4 separate regions of the Mus musculus genome follow, and all the other regions are linked to region 1. A link is a contact called in public Micro-C and promoter capture Hi-C data. All regions are on one chromosome and are shown on one strand. The core of a region is the stretch at or near the end of the contact, and the rest is flanking DNA. Distances in the headings are between cores, read along the strand shown. Region 1 holds the start of Mcur1 (mitochondrial calcium uniporter regulator 1). Region 2 overlaps Gm40929 (a long non-coding RNA gene). Region 3 overlaps Gfod1 (glucose-fructose oxidoreductase domain containing 1). Region 4 overlaps Gfod1 (glucose-fructose oxidoreductase domain containing 1).

Region 1 (5,553 bases), core at 833-3,332:
CTGTGACCATGCCTCTAACAGGGTGCATTTTATCTGTTCACTTTTCCAGTCACAAATAATGGCACATAATTTACACACTCCAGCACACATGCACACGGGAGTACACACACAGACTCTATCTTTTGTATTCTACACTGGCCTTGAACTTGCTATGCAGTCAAGAATGCACGTGAACTCCTGATCCTTCTGCCTCCACTCCAGCAAGCTGGGACTGCTCCACCACATCTAGTCTTTCCTTTGTGCATGTATTAGACCAACCTATAGGAAATTACCAAATGTTCAACACTTTTGACCTATAAAAATAAAAACTCCTTATGGTCTAAACGAATAGGTTTCTAGTGTTTCTGGATTATTTCCTTCGATTACATTTTCCGAGCTGGGTGTTGAGCAACATTCATCAACAGGAAAGGCTGTAGGTGAATATTTTGTGTTACCTGCCACTTTACAAACTGATATTTTAACCTTTTAAGTGTCGGACTTGTACCTAATTTTTAAATTATTTGCATGTTGTAGTCACCTGCACCTGTCTTCCGCATCTGTTTACACACTCCTCTGCCCAGAGCTCTGCTCTTTTATTATGGGTCCCAGCACTTTCCACATCAGTTTGTCTACATTTTTTAGCCCTTAGCTAAAAAAAGAGGAGGAGGAGGAGGAGGAGGAGGAGGAGGAGGAGGAGGAGGAGGAACGCTAAGTACTGGTCACTTCAGGAACACAACTGTTAGGTCTTAAACCCAGGACAAAGGGCTAACTAAGGTGCTTGTTTAACACCTCAAAGCGGGCCTGGCCCCTGGTTCTCTTAGCATCTGTCAGTGCTTACTACTTAACCCGATCCTTGCCCTAGTCTGCCCTCTACCCTAACGTCTCCAGTCCAGGGACTGGGCTGCCCTTCTCTTAGATGCCCTTCTTCATATAATCCAACCATTTTAGTGACCTAACCCCTTTTCTCTACCCTTTAAACTCCTGGCTCGCCTCTCTCTCCTCCTACTTCTCCCACGTGACCAGGCTCAAGGTCATGTTCAACCCTCTGGACTTTCCCAGATGTCTCTTGCCTCTGGCTATGCTTTCCCTTTTCTGGCGACTCTCTCCACCAACATACTGAGGGGCAGTCTTGTCCTTTCATTTTCTCCTCTGTCCTCCTCCCTCTCTCTCTCTTTCTCCTCCCCTCTCCTCCCCTCCCCTCCCCTCCCCTCCCCTTCCTTCCCCTCCCTCTCTCTGTCCCAGCATAGTCCCTTGTACTTGTTATTCATCCATCCAACAAACTTTCTCAAAATAACACAAAGGACCGGTAACTGCAAAGTGCAGCAGTCTTTCAAAAAGTTCGGAACTAAAACACTGCCTGTCTCAAATATCTTATTATGCCATAGTCTAGTTTAACATTCATATCCCTACTACGTTTTACGTTTCCACACTAGGACCTTTTAATGTGCTCTAACCCAAAACAAAAACTGTAGTCCCAAGTGGTGGTCCATGCCTTTAATCGCGTCAGTCAGCGGGCAAGGTCTGCTTGGTCTACATAGAGAGTTCCAGGACAGTGGAGGCTACATAGTGAAACTTTGTCTCAAAAACGAAAAGCAAAATCAAAACTGGAAATTTAGCTGTGAGTGTATGGACTCTGAAAGCATAGTTCCCTATGCCCGGTAAATAAGTCCCTAAAATACAACCCTAGGGAACTTGAGATCCCGGCTAGTTAATAAAAATCTAAGCCAGTCGAGCTTGGTCAAGAACTTCTCAAAGGTCTGCGAAGGGCAAAGGAGCCATTAACATTCTTAAGGGCAACTGCGAAATGAAACTGTAAATCGTAGGAGCCGAAAGAGCAACGTGATTCTGCAGCGGAAAATGGCTAAGGCTCACCCTAGTTCCTGTCTGGGAGACGAGGTTAGGGCAGGCCACAGGCAGGGAACAGGGGCGTGGGGATGTAAAGGCGGACCCGGCAGAGGGCAAGCCTGGAGGAGCCTGGCTGGGGCGACCAGACTAGGGGCGAGGCCAGGGAGGGCGGGGACGAGGCCCGCGGCGATGGGGAGGAGGCGTGGCGACGGCGGAAAGGGCAGGTCTGCGCGGCGGCCCACGCTCGCTCCCGAGGCGACTCGGAGTCGGGGCCGCGCGGGAGCGACCTGCGTGCGCGCTCGGGCCTGTGACCCGCTCGGGGATGGACAGCGGCTCCGTGGCGGCCGAGCGGCCGAGGCGCACACCGAGTCGCCAGCGGCTCCCGTCCTCCGGCTGCGGAGTTCCGGCGCGCCCGGGCGTCTCCACGCTGCCCGGTGGACGAAGCTGGCTGAGGCCTCGCGGACGGGCGGCCCGCGCGTCTCCGCTGTTGTTCCTCCTGCTCGTGCCCTCCCCGCGCCTGGCCGCCACCGCCACTGCCACCGCCCCGCGTAGGACGCTGGCTGAGCGCTCGCGCCCGGGGCTCGTTCTCCCCGCGGCCGCGCTCGGCGCCGGCAGGAACGCGCTGGGCCGTCTGCGGCTGGGCGCCCGGCGTGTGGCCGCGCTTGCGAGCAGCCGGAGAGGTGAGAAAGGACGGAGGGAGGGAGGGACAGCGGGTCACACAGGTGACCGGGCTGTAGCCACGCCGCCAGGGCGAGGGTTCGCAGCCCAGAGCCCCGGTGTCCTGGCTCCGGATGACACGCGTACTCGGGGCTGCCCTTGCACACCTGTTGGAGCCAGGGAAAAGTGGAAAAAGTGCTAGAAGCCGGTGCATTCAGGACCGAGGGGCGCAGATCCCTGAATGAAGAGATGACATTTCGTTTTGATTCCAAACTATTGATTCATTCATGGCCCGCTGTCGCCCATTCTCTGCCTGGCACTTTACTAGCTGTTTCGGGTAATTTGTTCAACAAAATCTTTTCTTTCCGGAGCTTACTTCAAGCAAGATATGCAGCAGGTGTTTTTCTATATGACTACACACACTTATCCATGCTAATTTTACTGTACTAATTTGACAGATAGTATAAAGAAAAATAGAGGCTTTATGTTTAGACTTGAAGAACTCTGTGCGTTTAAATTGAGTGACCAGAGCTTTGATGTGTCATTTGGGTAATTGAAGGAGGCGAGGGACACCGCTGAACTGCATAAGAAAGTAAACTAGCTGGAATGTGCTCACAGTAAATAGTAGATAAAATCTTATCGCACAGGCCAATCAGCAAACGTGGCTTAATTACTTCTTGAGTAACCTGTTTCTGGCCATTAGTGGCCATATGCACCCATGCTTTGGTTGTCTGTATTTTTTTTTCTATGAGAATTACCTGCATCTAAAATTTAAGAATACATATGGCTAGAGGAGAAACTCCTAATAGTTCTGAAAAATGAAGGACGCTTTATATGCAGATAGGAAAATGAGCAGTGAGCTTTATGCCCGAGTTTTGTAGGATTGGGAGTTGGAGATCTGTCTGGTTTCTTTTTCCCATAACTTGCCATCCTGTGTGCTCTTTTCATTGGTTCTGCCTTGAGACCAGGTGAGAACTGTGTAGCCCGAGCTGGCCTCGAACTCACAGAGATCCCTCGTGCCACCTAAGTACTGGGACTAAAGACTGGGCTACCACACCCCTGCTTGCTGTAGTTTTCACAAGCTGTTGTTGCCTGCCAATGTGTTTGCTCATAATTTATGGTTTGGGAGCAAAGAAGGAGGTTCTTTCTCGTTGTGTTAGCAAGATCGTGCCGTTTTAGTGTTAGGCTCCGTACATCTTAAGGGACACAGCAGAAACACTAGGAAACTTTCGTGCCCCCTTTTAAAGCCATCAGCACTTTGCTCCTTTATTCTTGGCCCCGGGGTTGTTAGTTTGGCTTTGTGCCTGAGGTCCACAGTGGGACAGATCTACCTCAGGATGGTGTGCCTTGAAATTTTGCAGTTGGTTTCTAGCCTATTCAAGGGTATCTTTGGACTTCTTTTACAATTATGGATTTTAATACCCTTTGGCTATGGCGAAGGAAGGTCTCCAAAAAGGAGAATTACTCCTTACATTCTAACACTCCTCAAGTTAATGTCTTCCTGTTGTGATTCCTGGGAATTCAGAACTACTGGGTCCTCAATGTGACAGGGCAAGGTGGCATTCCCTTTCCTCTCGGGTTGAACTCCCATTGGCAAGTAGCCAGCCCTTTTCCTTACTTTTTAGAAGCCAACTTTCTTGAAATAAGCTTGCTATTTCTGGTTGTTTCTGGAAAAAGGAAAAGAAAAAAACCGTAAACGTGCCAACCACTGCTAGCAGTGGTGGTGTGTGGGTCCGGGGACCCAACTCAGTAAATAAAATACTAGAGCAGGAGGACCAGAGTTGAGGTCCCCAGAGCCCACATAAATACTAGGCTTCGCAGTGACCTGACTGTCATCCCAGCACTCAGAAGGTACAGTTGTGGGTGATCTCTAGCAGTATCCACGAGCTCTGGGTTCAATCGAGAGATGTTACCTGAGTGAATATGGTACAGATTGATCGGGAAAGATGCCAGACATTAATCTGGGGTGTCTACAGGCAGGCACGCATACGGTACATATGTACACGTGTGAATGACCGTGTGGGTGCTGGGAATCGAAAGAGCAGCCGGTGCCGTTAATTGCTGGGGCTTCTCTCCATCCCTTGTTATGATTGTGTCTTAGTCTTAGTGAACAGACATCATGAGCAAGGCAACTCTTACAAGGGCAACATTTATAAGGGCTGGCTTACAGGTTCAGAGGTTCAGTCCAGTATCATCAAGGTGGGAATGTGGCAGCATCCAGGCAGACATGGTGCAGGAGGAGCTGAGAGTTCTACATCTTCATCTGAAGGCTGCTAGCAGAAGACTTGCTTCCAGACAGCTAGGATGAGGGTCTTAAAGCCCATACCCACAGTGACACACCTACTCCAACAAGTCCACACCCACTCCAACAGGCCCACACCTTCTAATAGTGCCACTCCCTGGACCAAGCATATTCAAACCATGACAGCTTGTTTTTGTTCTGCTGTGTAGATACAGTAGAGTGGGGATGACGTTAGTGTTATAAGTCCCAGAAGTTGCTGTCTCATTAGAAACAAGGAAATGCAGGCTGCAGTGATCCTGCCATTCACGGTAGGCGTTTCTCCACCTCATAACCCTTCTGGTGGACAATTGACAGGGGTCACATATCAGATGTCCTGCATAGCAGCTGTTTACATTATGATTCATAACAGTAGCAAAATTACAGTTATCAAGTAGCAGTGAAATCACTTTATAGTGAGGGGGTCACCACAACATGAGGAACTGTATGAAGGAGTCACAGCATTACGAAGGTCGCGAACCACAGTCCTAGACTCATGTTTTCTAGCACTTGGCCAGGGGGATCGTCCAGCTGAGAGCTAAGATGATTGCGGCCACCTAGGAGGGCCCCTTGAGGAGCGCTTTCATTTATGCAACACTTGTTGAATCGGTTAGATGGGCCTTGGGGATGGGTGTGGGGGACTCTTCATGATATAGATCAGGCTGGCCTCAAACTCCCAATGTAGCCAGGGATGACCTCCAACTCCTGAACTTCCTGCTTTTTCCTTTATGCTGGGATTTCAAATATGCACCACCACCCTTGGTTCTATATGGGGCTGAGCATCGGATCCAGGG
Region 2 (5,553 bases), core at 1,639-4,138, 370 kb after region 1:
ACATGCAAACTTACAGTTAAGCTCAGTCCAAAATGGCCACTCAAACACCGCTAAAACAAAGAAAGCCTGCCAGGAAGTGAACCTCATCAGTGCTAATCAAGGCAATGGGGATAAGAGCCTCCTGCCCAGATTGGGGCGGGGCATTGTTGAGGGGGCGGGGCAGCATCTTTACCTCTCATAGCAGGTTATCCTGGGAATCAAGGCTCAGTGCAAGTCACAAACCTAAGCACCAAGCTCAAACATCTTTGAGCTAGGAGCTGCCTATTCTTTTTCATGTCGTGGGCTTTCTGTGAGATGCTGACTGTTCCCAAGTTGGGATCATTTCTTGCTTCATAAACCAAGAATCGTATAGGTTGAGAAGTCTGAAACCCCCAAATGCTCCGGAACCTGAAACCCTTTTGGGTGTCAACATAATGGACTCTGCAACATTTGGACTTCGGGTTTTCAGATTAGAGATGCTCGACCATTATTCACGTATCCCCAAATCCCACCAAATCAGAAGGTGAAGCAAGAATCTCTAGACTCAGAAATACACAGGCTCAGGTGGGGACAAGGCATGCTCAATCTGTTCTGCGTCTTGTGGAATCATGGATTGGGATGGCTTCCAGGCTCCTGGCGACTGCTCAATGCAATGGCCGGTGACTGCTCAATGCAATGGCCGGTTTCTCAGCATGCCATCTAGGCTCCTCATGGGTCAAGAGAACTTCACATATCCTCTCATGTCTGTCTGTCAACGCATCCCAACCCATAAACAGACCCACCTTCTAGTTTCCCTTCCTTTTTTTTTTTCTGGCAGTCTGTACATAGTGAGTTTGAGTACCTGTCCTGAAACTCACTATGCAACCAAGTAAATTTACTTGCCTCTGCCTCTCAAGTGCTGGGATTTTGTTTAGTGTTGTTTTAAATCTCATGTATTTTAGAACCTATCATGACAAGTCTGGTTGGCTCCATTTGAAAAACGAAATGACTGACGTATTTTATGATGAATTACATGTATGCAAAGTATGAAGAAATTTTATTAAGGTGGGAGAAATAGCATCGCCTTAATGTAAGCAATAAGGTCCCACTAACTGAGCCACATCTGCCTTGTTCTTTCCCTGAGTGGGAAAGGTCCCTTTGCCTGGGGCTCTCTGGACTTTGCTCCCATTGAAAGACGGTTCAAGAGATCTAGATGAGACAGAAAGGACACACCCTTCCACAGGGTTGGCGCCAAGTCACAAACACACACAGCTTTGCAGCTCGCTAGAACCAAACACTGCTCTAAGAAATCGGTGCCAGTTAAAGCCCTTCAAATGCCTTTGCCTGCTTGTTCAAGTCAGGCTTCCTTTGACTGTTATCTCTCAGTCTGCATCTGCTGGGTAAATTCCTGAGGGGTGACTTCAGCGATGACTGAGGCTCAACCACAGGTCTGCAAGATAACGCCACGGAATCTGACCTGGTTGCTTGGGCTTCCTCTCAAATGTTGTACTAATTACAGAAATACCTTTATCTGCTAATTACATACAGATCAAACCACACTCTTTCCCTCTAGCCATCTGTGAAAATAGGATAAGTCACTCAAGGGAGGCTTTCTCAGGCAATTATAGTCCCTTGGTATCCAAGGGGGGATTTGATCCAGCATCCACACATGCGCTTAAGCCCATGGATGCTCAGGTCCCCTCTGTAAAATGGAGGGTATACCACAGCACCTACACGGTCCTCCCATAAACGTTAAATCATCTCTGGGTTATTTATACCAACCCTGGGTGGGTGAGACAGCTTGGTGGGTGAAGGTCTTACTGCTAAGCCGGACAACCAGAGTTTGATCTTTGACAGATCATGGATGGAAGGAGGAGAAAGCCAGCTTTCAAGGGTTGTCCTCTGACCTCCATATGCATGTGTGGCACCCACCCACATCCCCCCAAATGTTTTAAAATACCAAGTCCAATGTCAAGGCAACGTAAATGCAGTTAAACTTATTGTAGTCTGTAATGTCAGCCCCAATTTCATGATGTTTTTACAAACCTTCAGTCAGCAACTCAAAACAACAGTTTTTACAATCAAGAATTCTTATTACAATACAACCCAAAGGCCAGGTAGTGGTGGTGAATGCCTTTAATCCCAGCCCTTGGGAGGCAGAGGCAGGTGGATTTCTGAGTTCGAGGCCAGCATGGTCTACAGCGTGAGTTCCAGGACAGCCAGAGCTACACAGATAAATCCTATCTCGAAACAAAAACAAAAAAACCAAAAACAACAACAAAACAAAAAACAAAACCAAGAGGGACCCTAAGGTGATGGGGGGGGGGTGCTTGTGTACAAAGTTAAGGCTTAGTAAAACCACCCCAAGCCACTAATAAAGAACGAAAGAGTCTCGATCAGGGCTAGGTTAGGGTAAGGCTAGAGACCCACTTGGGAAGGGTTAATCATAATTGCTTCAGATACTCCACCAGCAAGGACGAAGCAGATCTATGACCCGGTGTCATGCAGTCAGCCTAAAGACCCACTATGTTCTTGGGTTTCATCTGGGACAAGTTCACCAACAGATGAAGTGGCTTTTAAGTGTGCTAAGCTAACTTGATACTCAGGTTCCTGGCACAAAGCAGGAGACAGAACTGGCCCCGGAATAGCAGCTGTGTGGAAATCCAGCTGTGAAGGGACAACATGTAGCAGGTCACAAAGGAGGTGGGAGGGAAAAGAGGGCGGGGCTGGCCATAACAGGGACGGTAAGGGGAAGAGAGGGCAGCCGCAAAAGGATTGGAGCATGTCAAGGGTAAGAATAGATGAAAGGGAGAAAACGGATGTAAGGGCCAGAGAGCTGGGCATCCAAGATAACGGAAGGCTATGCAGATAAGCGAACTCACATGAGCTACGCGGGAGCTACGTGGGACGTGGGAGAGGAGCTATTTGCGGCCGACAGCCTTTAATCTGTGATTCAAGAACAGCCTGTATGAGGAGGACAGCGGTGAGAAAGAATGGAGGAGGAGTTTCTGCAGGAAGTTTATGAAATCTGGCTGTCCAAAGCTAGCAAGCTGTTGGCAGTTGCTGAAAGAAATGTTCTATGTCTACCACTGTGTTTTAAGTAAGTGCCATCTCTTGGGTCCCTCCTTTCTTGGTGCTTTTCCCATTTGCAAATCGCCCCCCCCCTTCAGCCTCCCCCCCCCCAAAGATACAAAAGCCTCTACTTCACCCTCTCCTGTCACCTGTCCTGGATCTTTTGGCCCCTTACCACTCAGTGTGTGCCATTTATCTTTTGGCATACACAGGGCCTCTTTGCCCTTCTCAGCAGCCAGAGAACCTGTCATTCCAGTCTCCTTTCTCTTCCTACACGAGAATGTTTCTGTGGAAGTTCCCAGCATAGCCTGCCTGACCCACAGAGCTGGAAGCTCAACAGGGGAGTCTCTGGCTTCTTATCCCTGGGACTCCCTAACCCATTCTGTGGGTCAGATCTGGATCTCCTGCCTTGCTGGATTTCCTGTGACATCCAGGTTCTCCTTTACTTTCGAGCAGCCTCTCTTTCTTGCTTATATCTGTCCGTCCATCCATCCTGCCATTGGACCCACCATGCATCCAAACCATCCATGCAGACTGAGTGCTTTTCAGTCATTTTTGTTTCCTGGTCACCTGACACATGCTGTATCCCCTTCACTTCATCTCCTGCCGATCGATGATGGGTCTCCTCCCCGGCCTCCTTAGCCTCTTTCCCTTTCCCCGTCCTCTTGAAGACATGATTAGCTCTGTAAGAAGAGATGAATGCTAATACTCTGACTCTTGGAGAGAATATGTACCCACTTTCAACAACAGACTGATGAAGAACCCAAAGCTATCGTAACATAAAGCAGCAAAGAATGCTAGGGTTAAATTATACTATAGACTAAACAAACCAGCCATTTACAGGACATTACACTCTGCTGCTTCTCACACATTTGCCTAAGACTAAGCATGGTACAACACATGACATCCAAGAGCTGTGGAATGTATATTCTTCTCATCACACAGGGAACATTGTCTAGCACAGACTACTTTAGGCCACAAAATAAGTCTCAAAAATTAAACAAGTAAAATCTTATAACCAAAGTATGTTAATACATGAAATATCACAATTAAATGTATAAGTTTATAATGTACAATTTTTATAAGGATGTACAAATAACAAGGTACACATGAAAATACTTAAAATGAGGAAGAGGCCGATGGTGAGGAGAAGTATACACCTCCTCTGTTAGGAATAGCAGAGAAATACTAGAAACTGGGAACAAGGGGAACGGTAGCAACTACAGTTTCCTACTATAAACCCTGTTGTATCACAGGGATGTTTTAAAATGCTGCCCTGTGAAGATCTTTGAGCTATTCAGTGTATGAATTTGTAACTTTATATGCCTCCTCTGTTAGTGATAGTAGAATAGTACTAGAAACTGGGAACAAGGGGAACTTTAGAAACTGTACAAGGGAACTAGGTATGTTCTCTTGAATAATTAATAGAGCAATGAAGAAATCAAAAGGATAAAAGGGTTTTTGTTGTTGTTGTTGCTTTGTCAAGACAGGGTTTCTCTGTATAGCCCTGGCTGACCTGGAACTCACTTTGTAGACCAGGCTGGCCTCGAACTCAGAAATCCGCCTGCCTCTGCCTCTGCCTCCCAAGTGCTGGGATTAAAGGCATGCGCCACCACACCCGGCAGGAAAAAAGTTTTAATTAAACCAAATATAAATACACAAGCAGGTCCCTAATAACCATTCAAGGCAGTAATAAATCTCCCTAAATCTTTCAAAAGTTACCCCCAATGCTCCCCAAACTGTTTCTTAAACTAAAAGGAGAAGGGACACCATCAAACCCATTCTATGGAACCACAATTGCCCTGATAGCAAAGCTGGATGAGGATACAAGAAAGAAGGAAAACTATGTGACAGTTTCTCCAGTGAATGAAGATGCAGAAGTTCACGATAAGATCTTGTGAGCCAAATGCAGTACTGCATTAAGATCATGCACTATGAACAGATGGCTTTGTTCCAGAGACACGAGATTGACTCGACGTACACAAATCAGTAAATGAAACCCAGCATGTAAATAAGCTTAAGGTTAGAAATTACCTGGTCATCTCACAGCAGAAAAGGCATTTGACAAAGTTCTACATCCCTTCATAGTAAAAAGCCTCCGAAGGACCAGAGAAATGGCTCGGTAGTTAGGAACACTGGCTGCTCTTCTAGGGACTTGGGTTCAATTCCCAGCACTGACATGGTGGCTTGTAATTGTTCCAGTCCCAGGGATCTAATGCCCTCTTCTGCCCCCCCACCCCCAGCACTGTATGCATATGATGCACAGATATACATACAGCCAAAATACCCATAGACATAAAAATTTTAAAAAGATTTAAAATGGCTTCAAGAAACTAGGAATAAAAAGAAGAAATCTCAACACAATAAAGGTCACACATGACAAAGCGGTAGCCAACACTAATGGTAAACACAGAGCAGGTCCTCTAATGCAGGGAAAAGTCAGGGGGTCAGTCTTGCCACTCTTTAAATATAGCACTCAAAGCCTTAGAGCGATGCTACAAGAAATACAAGGGATGCAAGTGG
Region 3 (5,553 bases), core at 814-3,313, 340 kb after region 1:
ACCAGCCTTAGGTTAAGTTATCTTTGTGAATCAGGATGCTACTATCCACGCTTGTCACTGAGGAGGAAACCAGAAACGGAAGCCGCTTGCTTCTTCATCTGCCTTCCCAGAGCCAAGAGCGGCTTCTCTAATACCTGAATGTCAGACTGATCCACCAATCTCTTGTTATGTTACAGAAAGGGAAAAATGAGATAATTGGAGAAAATTTATCTGCTTAGGGAGACAGAGCTATAGAAGATGGTCTGAGAGAGATGGGGTGGTGGGAGGGGTGGGGGTGTAGGGGTGGGGTGACGGTAGGGGTACGGGGGATGAGGTGGGAGGATGATCGACTGACTCTGGGAAAGAACAGGACTAATTTTGTCACAGTTAAAGACAATATTTCATCATGTCTCATGGGCCAATTCTGCAGGGTCCATATCTGGATAGATAAGCTCGAATCTCACTACCTGGTCAACTACTTAATTTTGCAGTCCCGTTGTCTACTAAGATTGGTCAGTTGGGGTAAGGACCGTGAGTCTTTAGGAATTAGGTTCAAAAGTTGTATAAGACATCATATGTCATGGAGATCAGGTTCCATGTAGTCAGGGTCTGATTGCTAAAGTGAGGGCCTTTCTGCCCTTAACGTTGCCTCCGTTTGTCTCTACGGCAGGGCTGTAACAATTAATCAGGGGGTTATTGGCTCTCCACTGCAGACCCAGTGCTTCCTGGTTGAGGACTGTGCTGAAGGCCATGCCTGTCATCCTGATGGATATGTCCTTTTCCTGTTTATTCCATTTTGGTAATTCCTTCTGAAAGCGTAGGCCTTATCTTGGTCCATTTTGCGTTGCTACAACACAGTACCCGGAGCTGGACAGTGTGTATGGTTTGGCTTTATGGGATGGAGCCCAGTCACTGGGATGTGTATTCTTCAGGGGGATAGTGGGATAGACCCCAGACCCTTCCCCTTCCTGATGCTTTTGGTTCCCAGCTGTGAGGTTGGCAGCTTGACCTCTCCTGTTCCTGCTGCCATGTGCCACACTGGCTCAGAGAAGGGGAGCAGTTGATTGTGAGCTGAAACCTTCAAGACAGAGTCAACGCAAACCTTTCTCTTTATAAGTCACTCCCCTCAGCTCTTTGTTATGGAAACAGAAAGCTGCTAGCGAGGGAGGAGCAAGCATGGCGGTGCAGTTATAGATGGTTTGCTTTTATTCTTCTCTGGTAGTGCTTCTGTGTTTGACCTGTGTTCTTTAAGATTTTGTTTGCTGTATTTTGGTGGGAGAGGCTGAGACTCAGTTTCATGTAGCCCAGGCTGGCCTTGGACTCCCCTTGTAGCTGAGGATGACCTTCAACTCCTGATCCGCATTGTTCTTTAGGATTTAGGTTCTAGAAGTGGGGGTGGAGTGGGAGGGGCATTGGGTTACCTTTGTCTCGCTTTGTTTTGCCGACAGCACACCTCGCCTACAGTCCCGTGTTTAATACTTGTGGGGTTTAGCCTTCACGCAACAAGCACACAGCTATTCAGTGAACTAGTTGGATGATGTGGGCAGTTCTCACAAAACCACCGGTGTGGGGGTGGGGTGGGGAAGCAGAACAATTCTTCTCTAAGCTCAAGTGCGGGGGTGGGGGGAGGGTGGGGGGGGTAAGAGTCTTCTGTAGACCTCAGGTTCTTAACTTCCTAACCCCAGCTGCAAGGGGTTGAAGGAAGATACGGTGGACTTTAAGGAAGTTGCCTGCCACCACCACTTTCCAGCTGTGAAGGCTAGTCCTGGAGGATGTACTGAAGGGGGGTGGGGAGAGGGCGGCAGCAGGGGGAGGGGCGGGAGTTGCTGGGAGGGGCAAAGCAGTTTCCAGTGGCACTGTTAGCTTGCTGGTCTTCTTTACCTTTCGTTAAGGTGAGAGCACACGGGAGCAGGTGCCTGTGTAGAATTTCTCTTGCCTGTGTTATCTTGAGATTAACACGTGCCTGACATTAGACCGTCAACCTTGCATCCAACACACTCACCTTCTCGGCTCTCCCCGGGCATTGGGTTGCAGCAGTTGCTAAGCAACCAGGTTATCTGTAGCAGTTTCTGGTTGGTCAGCAGGTGCAGAAGGCGGACCAATACCACAGTTCCTATCGGAGACTTCCAGCCCTGAGATACCCCAGGGATGGAATTTGAACTCTGCTGCCTCTAAGCAAATCTGACCTCCATATCCTAGGAGATCCTTCTTCCTGGAGCTGGGGGTCTGCCTTTTGAGACTGGGAGAAATAACATGGAGTTATAAAATGATAGATTCAAACTTCAACTACGTGGACCAAGAAGTTTACAAATTCTAGAGGAGTTTAAGATGATTTATAACAAAACTCTCCATCTTCTTTTGTACATAAACCTGCACAAAACATGGTTGACTATTTTACTTTGCACCAGAGAGTTCAGGAAACTATTTATTGTGGGGGTCAGGAAGGTATTAACCCCATCAGACTCCCACCTCAGGGGTCCTAAGAGGTAGATAGCCATTGTTTTTCTTCTTTTTTTTACATCTCACTGGAACTACACTCATCTCTAAGGTCTCCTCAGAGCCAAGTTCTGCCTTTTATTATAAATTACCAGGAAGTACCTTAGAGCCTCTGTGAAACTCGGGCATGATGGTAGAGGTTAACTGGTATTGGCCAGTATAAAGCGACCTCCCTTCTAGGGAATGTTTTGCTATGGCTGGGTGTTTAGCCAGTGCTGGAGCAGTGGCCTTCTCACGCCAGTCACTGTCATGGAGTCCAGTACACATCGAATATTACATTTCTCTCCAAATGTTATAATACAGTCCTGTGACACTCAGGTGGGGATAAGTTCCTATAATTGCATTGTTTGGTGATTTTGTCATTTTTCAAAGATCAAAGAATTGGTGAACCCACACAAGCCGAGGAAGTCCAGGTCAGTCTCTCAATGGTGTGATCAGGAAATATGGGGGTAGGAGGGGTTAGTGAGAGGAAGGTGAGTGGAGGGTACCCTTCCCACCTCCCCAACTGTGGATCAGAGTGAACCAAGCCAGTGCTTCTTCACCTAACTGTCTGTATCCAGCACATCTTTGGGAATATCGTTGGTCTAAGACAGGAGCCATGTTCCCACAGGCTTTGCCTAAGCCCTTGGCAAGTCCAATGAGAGACTGGCTTTCCAGCATCCCCAGGCTGCCTTTTCCCAGGACTGTGTCTCTGCAGAGCCTCATACCAGTGAGTCCTTCCATGGAGGCAGGACTAGAGCAGGAGAGAGACTACTACAGCCCTGTTGGGACTCTGTTCCCAGGGATGGGGCCATTCACTTTCTCTATCCCTGCTTCTTTTTAAGGGGCTCACGGTATCATAGGGATGGAAAAGTATTAAAATGTCAGGCGAGGCATGGTGGGGTGTGCCTTTACTCCCAGCACTCCAGAGGCAGAAGCAGGGAGATCTTTGGAGTTCTAGGCCAGCTTAGTCTACATAGTGAGTTCCAAGACAGCCAGGACTATGTAAAAAAAAAAAAGGGGGGGCTGTCTCAAAACAAACAAACAAACAAACAAACCAATGACATTCTAGAGCCAGCAAGATGGCTGACACCAAGTTTGAGGAGCTAAGTTCCATATCTAGAACCTACCTGGTAGAAGGATAGAACCAGTCCCCGAAAGTGTCCTCTGACTTTCCTATGTGTGCTATGGCATGCATGCATGTATGCATGCACGCACACACATACAGTTTTAAAAGTGTATCCCTCCCCTACTTCCACATCTGCAGGTAGGGTCCTCCCCACCTGACACCATTGTGAGGACCACGGGCTGTTCTAGCTCTGAAGGAAGTCGCAGTGGCCATGTAAGCCCAGGCCCATCAGCTTTTAGGGACGTCTTATGCCACACTAAAAGCAGTCTGCCTTGCTTGCAAATTTTTGCAAAGAAAACAACCAACCAGGCATCTCTCTAGCCAGTGAGGGGGGCAGTGCTATCCATCTCTCTTCTCCAGTGAACAGTGCCTCAACTCTGAATGATTAGGCTTGCCAAACCTTCACCTCAGGTGGAAAACTAAGTGCTGTCCCTTTAAGAGAAAGGGCTACAGGAGAAGGAGACATTAGCTAGCTTCAGGGCTGCTGAGGGATTTTGAGTCCAGAGTCAAGTGTTTTGTAAATACCCTCTCAATATTCACTCCCCATCTTCAGTTTTTAAGGTGCTGAGCTCTATTGATAGGATATAATTATTACCAGGAGGATGGAAGCACACACCTATCCAAACATGAGCCGCAGGCTGGAGATGCAGCCCAGTCTGTAGAGTAGCCTGTTAGCATGCAGGAAGCCCTGAGATTAATCTCCAATTCCAGAACAGTATCAAAACAGTTTGTGGGTATAATCCCAGCACTTGGGAGGCAGAGTCAGGAGGATCCTACACCGGGAGTTCAAGGTCAGCCTGAGTTATATGAAACACCCTCTCCCCTCTCAACACAAATGAAACTATGAGCAGCAACCAGCCAAACTGAGTTTTGTAATGTAGCCAGAGAGTTTTTAATCAGCAGCCTCTCGTAGCTAACCAAGCCTGCTTTATTTACTAGAAGCAGCTAATGGGCCACCTTTGCCCTACATTTGTCTAGCCTAGCCCCCTCAGTGGCTGCTCCAGACAGGCAGTGATGCTTTCAAAGTCTCTCTGCCTGGGCTATGCACGGCAGAAAGTGAACTTGGCATGGGTGCCACGTGTCAAATCTTGGCTGTGGCTCACTTCACCCTCTTTACCCTCTTAGGGAGCTTGTGGGCCTCCGGTTACTGCTTCTGCACCAAGGCGAGCCTGGGACCTCTTTGGATTTCCAGACCTGTCCCCTCCTCCCGCCACTGCTTTGTCATACACTTAGTACTCAGCCAATGACTTGTTTTGGATTCCTGCAGTTCGAGCTGACTCATGCAGTTTTTATTTGCATCTGTTATTGACCTCAGCCGGCCTGGTTATGGTCATTTTCAGCCTTGGGTCAGCTACTCCCATTCTGTACTCACAGCAGCCCTTAGAAACGGGTGTAGTGACTTTAACTTGAGCAAGAACCAAGGTTCATTCCTACGTATGGAGTGGCTGGGCTTACAGCATTTACAAACCAGATCCATATCCCGTGGCCCCCACTCTTCTTTTTCCAGTTAGTCTGTTGTGTGTTGGTTTCTTAATAGGTGTGCAGGGCTTCCTCTGTCTGTCCAGTTCTGTCTCAGAAGGAGTCTAGAAAGCTAGGAAATTTTATGGTATTTGAGGAGCATTTCAGTTGCTCACACAGAGGCCAGAGGGCTGATCTTCGCTGATTGGGACTTTTGAGAAATTTTGTTAATTCTTTTACAGTCATTTATAGGAGGCAAGGGAAATAGATCACTAGAATAACAGTCCCCAATGCACCCGGGGCCCCAGCCAGTACGCACAGACCTTGATGAAGTGATACTCAAATGGAACAGCCAGACCTTTCTTAGCATCTCTGCCACCACAGCCTGCAAATGAGGTGGTGTTGTGACCGCTCCCGGTCAGCATGGCTCTCCAGCTTCCTCCGTCCCTCCTCAGGAGAGATCCAAGACTGGGCAAGCCCATGTGTGTGCCCATGCACTCCCTGCAAAAGGC
Region 4 (5,553 bases), core at 978-3,477, 300 kb after region 1:
CAGCACTTTTGAAAACTGGGTGGGGAAACACCTGGAACTGACGTCAGTAAGGAAATCATGGCCCAGCTGGGCATTCTAGAACATGGAGGGAGGTGTCTGGAACAGAATTGCTTAGAGGGTGGTAGTGGTGGCAGGATATGTGTATATACATGCGCACACACACACACACACACAGACACACATACACCTGCCTGCCTGCCCTTCTGCTTCACTCTGGGGGTCGCTGGAGGATTGTTTAGCAGCCCCATAACTATGAATGCTTCAGAGTTCAGCCTTATGTACATTGGGAAGTGTTATTTCTGCAAGACCATGAAGGAGCAAGTGTAAGTGTCTCTCTGTTAAGCATACTTCAGGTAGTAGCCATGACTTTTGACTTCACCATAGAGTTGCTCAGCAATGCTCTAGGGACTCATGGGAATTCTGTTGGGGGATGGGGATTTGAGCCCAGAGTGGCAAGGACTGTTGACAATCATTCCAGCTCTCATATTATTTTTTGTGGACCACAAGAAACCAAGTCTCAATACAGATAGTCTGGCTTAATGGTTCTACCTAGTGATTTTTTTTTAAAAGCTTTACTATGTAGGAAGGCAGTATGCATTTCGTAAGAAGCATCCTTACAATCATGGTGTGTAGTCTTCTCCAGGTAGTGTTAAGTGCTCCGAGTCTCTCTTGTGATGCTGAGCCATGGTAGCAAACAAACAAAGCTCCTGGTCAACCCCACAACCTTAACTCTGCAGGATCATCTTTTCAGGGTCTAAGCTAGAATGTTTTCTAGGCTAGGTACCCTAAATGGTGCACTTCAGGGCTTAGGAGGCTATTTTGTTTATAAATGATTTTCTGGGGTAGGACATAAGCTCACTGTAGGCTGAGGAATGTCTTGTTGATTCCCCAGGCAATTCCTTTTTTTGCTTACAGTTTGGTCCAAGTTGCCCCCAGTTGCCCCGATGTTTGACTCTCCAAGGTCAGAAGGAATCACTCCACCAGGCCTTGTATCCCAGCATTTAAAATTAGCCCTGCTGTAGAGAGACTTTGGCTCACTCTCCACAGGCGGGGAGCTTGGTGCCCAGAGCCTATCAGAGGGACAACCAGGCTCTCATGTCCAACCCTAGGTAGATGCCATCACCTCCCATGGTTGCACTGACAGATTGTATATTCCAGGGCAGTTTAGTATCAGAAGTCACTGTCTTTGCCCGTAATCGCCCGAGGATGTGTTGAACATCACAGCCAAATATGAACAGCATTCAGGGAGGCAGCAGACACTGCCTCTCTTGGCATCTCTGAGGAAGGCTGCGTGTTGCTATGGCATTTGGAAACTTCCATTTCCTTTTTAGAATCGTTCTCAATATCCTTATTTGGTGGACGACCAATGAGACCAAAAACAGTGAGGGGGTGGGGACTTGAGCCCCGTCCCCCCGCCCCCTTCCTCCAAGTGACTAACAGGTGCAGGTGGCAGAGTCAGAGTGGATATGCTGGACAAAGGCGTGACTCACATCCTGGGTGGGATGGAGTGGGATGCTGTGAGATTTCGTCATAGCACACAATTTAAAACTCACATAAATTGTTTATTTCTGGAATTTTCCATGTAATATCTTTGGACTGTGGTTAGCCATGAATATTGAAACTGCAGAAATCAAGTTCAGATACAAGGGCCTACCATGTTTCTGTATATTCCTCCCCCTCCTCCTCCTCCTCCTCGTCCTCTTCCTCCTCCTCTTCAAGATGGAATGCACTTATCCCCTGCCTCAGGTCCTCTGTGCTTCTTCAACTAGCTGACCTTGTCTGCTGCTGAAATAGGACTTAGCTTGTGACATTGGCTCATGTACGTTGTTGCATGCACCTTTTCCCCTCACCTATTTCATGCCTTCCGAGTGACTTTGCCCAGAAGACTCGTACATACTGGCTAGAATGCATTCAGCCATAAAGAAGTAGCAATTCCTGCCATGTGTGGCGATGTGGACAGCAGACATGACCGTAGGTCCAGTAAAGTCAACTAGGCACAGAAAGAGATAGACCACCTGACCTAATGTGTAAAAACTTAAGAGTTGGGCTGGGCGTGTGGCTTAGCTATGGGGGTGTGGCTTAGCTATAGAGCTTGGGTGTGGCTTAGCTATGGGGGTGTGGCTTAGCTATAGAGCTTGGGTGTGGCTTAGCTATAGGGTGTGGCTTAGCTGTAGAGCTGGGGTGTGACTTTGCTGTAAAGCTGGGGGTGTGGCTTAGCTATAGGGGGTGTGGCTTAGCTATAGAGCTTGGGTGTGGCTTAGCTGTAGAGCTGGGGTGTGGCTTTGCTGTAAAGCTGGGGATGTGGCTTAGCTATAAGGGTGTGGCTTAGCTGTAGAGCGTTTGCTTCAGCAGGCACAAAGTCCTGCTTTCAATTCCACGAGAAAAATAAAAAAGTGAAAAACCTTTCCAGAAGCTGGGGAGAGGCATAGGATGGTTTTCCTTTCATATCTCCCAAGAAGAATTTGACGGGCCCACATTGACTCTTAGATCTCCAGGTTCTAGCACTGTGAGGCTGTGGTACTTTGTCCCAGCAGCCCTTGCCAACCATCACGTCTTCGATCTTGAATCTTCTCTGGTCCTTCCTAATGGCGATTAAATCAGTGAACTTTAAGCATCTTAAAATGCTTAACGTTCTAGCACACGGCTTCCAACAATCTTCCTTTCAGAGTTTGTTCCTCATCTTTGCCACCTAATGCTGGATGGCCCCAGAGTGCTGGAAGTTGCTTCCCCTTCGGGCAGCTAGAAGGTGAACAGAGAAATGTCTGGTGATGATAAGGGATGTGCAATAGCCGGTGGTGACATGATAAAAAGACTTGGCATGCACATGTGGTTTCTGATGGCATATCAGACTTCTGTTTCTTAGAATCCTACTTTCTTGTTCTGGTTTGAATCTGAAATGCTCCACCCCCCACCCCCACCCCCTGCAGCCCCCAACAGGCTCATGTTTTGAATGTTCATCCCCTCCAGCTGATGGCACTATAATAGGAGGCTGGGAGAGTTTGGGGAGCTTGAGCATGCATGGTAGAAGCTGTTTACTCAGGGTATGTCTTTGAAGGCCATAACTTAGTACCTGGTTCTGGCATGGTCTCTGCCTCCTGGTCGGTTATGAGGTGAATGGTTTCCATGACATATTCTGCTGCATTATACTGATGCCACAGACCCAGTCTCTCTCTACCATGTCCTTTCTAGCATGGTGGATGAAAATCTCCTAAAACCACAAGCCTAAATAAGTTCTCTAGAGAACTAGTTCTATAAAGTATGTGGGCCAGACCATGGGCAACTAAAGTACAGGGTTCCCTTCCAGACACACACATGTATATTTGCTGAGTAGATGTGGTCCACTGCCCATGGCAGGCGTGTGTCCGACAGACAGCATTGTTTAAGTAGGTCACCATGATGGGCCAGGGAGATGGCTCCATTAATAAAGTGCTTGCCAAAGAAGCACCAGGAGCTGTGTTTGATCCCCCAAACCCATGTAAAGCTAGGCACGCTGTCACACATGTGTGATGTTAGTGCTAGGGAAGTAGGGACAGTTGGGTCTCTGGGACTGGCTGGCTGGCTAGCCTAGGCTACTGAGTGAGATCCAGGCCAGTGGGAGTTCTTGTCTTAAAAGCAAAGATGAAGAATGCCTGAGGAATGTCGCCTAAGCTTGTCCCCTCGCCTCCATGGCCGTGTACATACACATGCACGCACACCTTTGCACACACACAGGTACTCACATGACTGCATACATGCACGCTCACAGAAACATTATCGTGAGGGCTGGAGAGATGGCTCAGCAGTTAAAGAGCATCGGCTGCTTTTCTGAAGGTCCTGAGTTCAAACCCCAGCAACCACATGGTGGCTCACAACCACCTATAAGGAGATCTGACGCCCTCTTCTGGATTGTCTGAAGATAGCAACAGTGTACTTACATATAAATAAATAAATATCTTTAAAAAAAATCTTGGAAGGAAGGAAGGAGGGAAGGAAGGAAAGAAGTCATTGTGAGGCTCAGATGGCCATAGCCAGACCCTTGGCTACTATTCCCCCCACTTCCTGGCCTGGTCTGGCTGTACCTGCATCCCAGGTTCTTCCTGGGCCGAATGGCTTCCTTCCTCAGAAGGCCCGTCCTTCCTGCACTGCAGCAGATTCCAGCTTCCACACAGGATGGCAGTGTCATCAAATCAGCTCCCCATCTGACCCTAACCTCACACCTTGCTTCTCTGATTCCTCTGGTCCTGCACGGCCAGTTAGCATGGCAGTTCTTGGGGCAGAGTTTTGGATGCCTCAGCAAATGCACACATGTTTGAGCTACTTATTGGTTTAGTTATTCATTTATCTAATTATTCATTTGTAAATCTATTTATTGGTTTATTTATTATTTAGGTTAAGGACAGGGTCTTGCTCTGTAGAGTTCTGGCTGATCTGGAACTTTCTATGTAGCTCAGACTGATCTGCAACTCAGAGATCCACCTGCCTTTGCCTCCTGAGTGCTGGGACTAAAGGTATGTGCCAACACACTTGGCCCATGTTTGACCATTTTGCATATAATTTGAAATAGATTCCACTGATGATTCAAGTCTTTGATAGGCCTGTCTCTGCTAGACTGGAGTCTTATGGCTGTGGCATCTTTAGTCTCTGGTTTGTGGCCTGATTGGGCCGGGAACACAGCTGAGCTTTTCAGCAAAGTGGACAGTAGGCACAGAGTCCAGCATGGTGGCTTTGATCCCCTCTTCTTCCTGTCCTCGCCCTCATCACTTCTGCTTTACCCCGTCAAGCAAACATAGCTCCAGCCTCCCTTCTGTCACCTAGCACTCCTCCCCTCCTCCTGCTTCTCCTCTTCCTCTCCCTCCTCCTCCTCCTCCTCTTGCCCCTCCTCTTCTTCAGGAAGAGTCTCATTGGAACACACACTGGCCTTAAACTCATCATACAGTTGAGGATAACTTTGAGCCCCTGGTCCTCCTCCTCACCTGCACACATCTTCTAACATGGCTTCCATTTCTGCCACTCTCAAGAGATGCTGTCTTGAGTGATCAGATCCACACAGTGGTGTGAAGCTCCAGAGGGTCACATGCTCTGCTGAGGGACATATGGACACACCTGTGGCCTGACATTGCTGGTCCCTTTAAGCTCAGACATGTGTTTGAGATGTTGTCCAGAGCCATGAGGATTCCTTGCTGTAGACTAAACCTCTTGATTCTGTAAAAAATACCCCACAAGGATGCTGCTGTTTATTTTAAAGCAGGCCGGGGTAGCGAGAGTCCAGACCCTGCTCTCTCCCCCTCCTGCTCTTTGGCTGTAATAGTCTTTTCTTGATTTCTGAGCCATGGATTTGAGACTACAGAAACCAGTCACTGCTAAAGGACATGAGATACATGCCCTTGGTTCTGAAATATATGCAGCAACAGCTTAGACCATTTTAATTCTGTGACTATTTGAATATAGGGACAAATCAGGCAGGATCTTGGTCTCTTCAGATTAAGAGCACAACGCAAGCACAGAGCATCACTAAGGCGGCCGAAAGGGAGAGAGCACAGCCAGGGTGACCTGGAGATCTCATTTCGATGCATA

The links. Promoter capture Hi-C pulls out the DNA fragments that hold promoters and counts their contacts. A called contact is a pair of places that touch in the nucleus more often than the background predicts.
Region 2: a contact with region 1 is called in a promoter capture Hi-C map of pre-B cells. The contact joins the enhancer-like site here to the promoter of Mcur1 in region 1. A contact is called at or near these places in 18 of 39 promoter capture datasets (3T3-L1-derived adipocytes, the C10 cell line, the HPC-7 cell line and 11 more), 1 of 15 datasets of contacts at CTCF or cohesin (large pre-B cells), 49 of 484 Hi-C or Micro-C datasets (B cells, CD4 T cells, CD8 T cells and 38 more), 18 of 115 datasets of contacts at active chromatin or transcription factors (the HPC-7 cell line, acute myeloid leukemia, bone marrow-derived macrophages and 14 more) and 1 of 9 other capture datasets (liver).
Region 3: a contact with region 1 is called in a Micro-C map of embryonic stem cells, with 3 times the contacts expected there. The contact joins the enhancer-like site here to the promoter of Mcur1 in region 1. A contact is called at or near these places in 1 of 15 datasets of contacts at CTCF or cohesin (large pre-B cells), 1 of 484 Hi-C or Micro-C datasets (embryonic stem cells), 5 of 115 datasets of contacts at active chromatin or transcription factors (acute myeloid leukemia, effector CD8 T cells, embryonic basal ganglia and 2 more) and 1 of 9 other capture datasets (macrophages).
Region 4: a contact with region 1 is called in a promoter capture Hi-C map of hematopoietic stem and progenitor cells, with 2.3 times the contacts expected there. The contact joins the enhancer-like site here to the promoter of Mcur1 in region 1. A contact is called at or near these places in 2 of 39 promoter capture datasets (embryonic stem cells and hematopoietic stem and progenitor cells), 4 of 115 datasets of contacts at active chromatin or transcription factors (effector CD8 T cells, large pre-B cells, memory CD8 T cells and 1 more) and 1 of 9 other capture datasets (adipose tissue).

What each region holds. Positions count from the first base shown.
Region 1 is chr13:43,556,720-43,562,272 of GRCm38.p6, reverse strand. Mcur1 (mitochondrial calcium uniporter regulator 1) reads left to right here and starts at 2,082. Exons shown (of 9, transcript NM_001081059.3): 1 at 2,082-2,504. The coding sequence starts at 2,147.
Region 2 is chr13:43,189,201-43,194,753 of GRCm38.p6, reverse strand. It overlaps Gm40929 (a long non-coding RNA gene), which reads right to left. Exons shown (of 4, transcript XR_873309.3): 4 at 3,158-3,713. Among named protein-coding and RNA genes, the nearest start is that of Gm40929, 20 kb to the right of the region's middle. Within about 2 kb of position 2,888, at least 94 of the 459 cell types and tissues checked have an H3K27ac peak or open chromatin away from gene starts, as enhancers often do. A contact at or near this core is called in the G1E-ER4 cell line, the HPC-7 cell line, Th1 cells and 15 more, where this site is marked.
Region 3 is chr13:43,211,726-43,217,278 of GRCm38.p6, reverse strand. The region is part of intron 1 of Gfod1 (glucose-fructose oxidoreductase domain containing 1); the gene reads left to right. Among named protein-coding and RNA genes, the nearest start is that of Gm40929, 43 kb to the right of the region's middle. Within about 2 kb of position 2,063, at least 92 of the 459 cell types and tissues checked have an H3K27ac peak or open chromatin away from gene starts, as enhancers often do. A contact at or near this core is called in effector CD8 T cells, embryonic stem cells and memory CD8 T cells, where this site is marked.
Region 4 is chr13:43,258,130-43,263,682 of GRCm38.p6, reverse strand. All of the region lies in intron 1 of Gfod1 (glucose-fructose oxidoreductase domain containing 1), which reads left to right. LOC115488162 (a long non-coding RNA gene) reads left to right here. Exons shown (of 2, transcript XR_003950633.1): 1 at 1-5,553. Among named protein-coding and RNA genes, the nearest start is that of Gfod1, 43 kb to the left of the region's middle. Within about 2 kb of position 2,227, at least 142 of the 459 cell types and tissues checked have an H3K27ac peak or open chromatin away from gene starts, as enhancers often do. A contact at or near this core is called in effector CD8 T cells, hematopoietic stem and progenitor cells, memory CD8 T cells and 1 more, where this site is marked.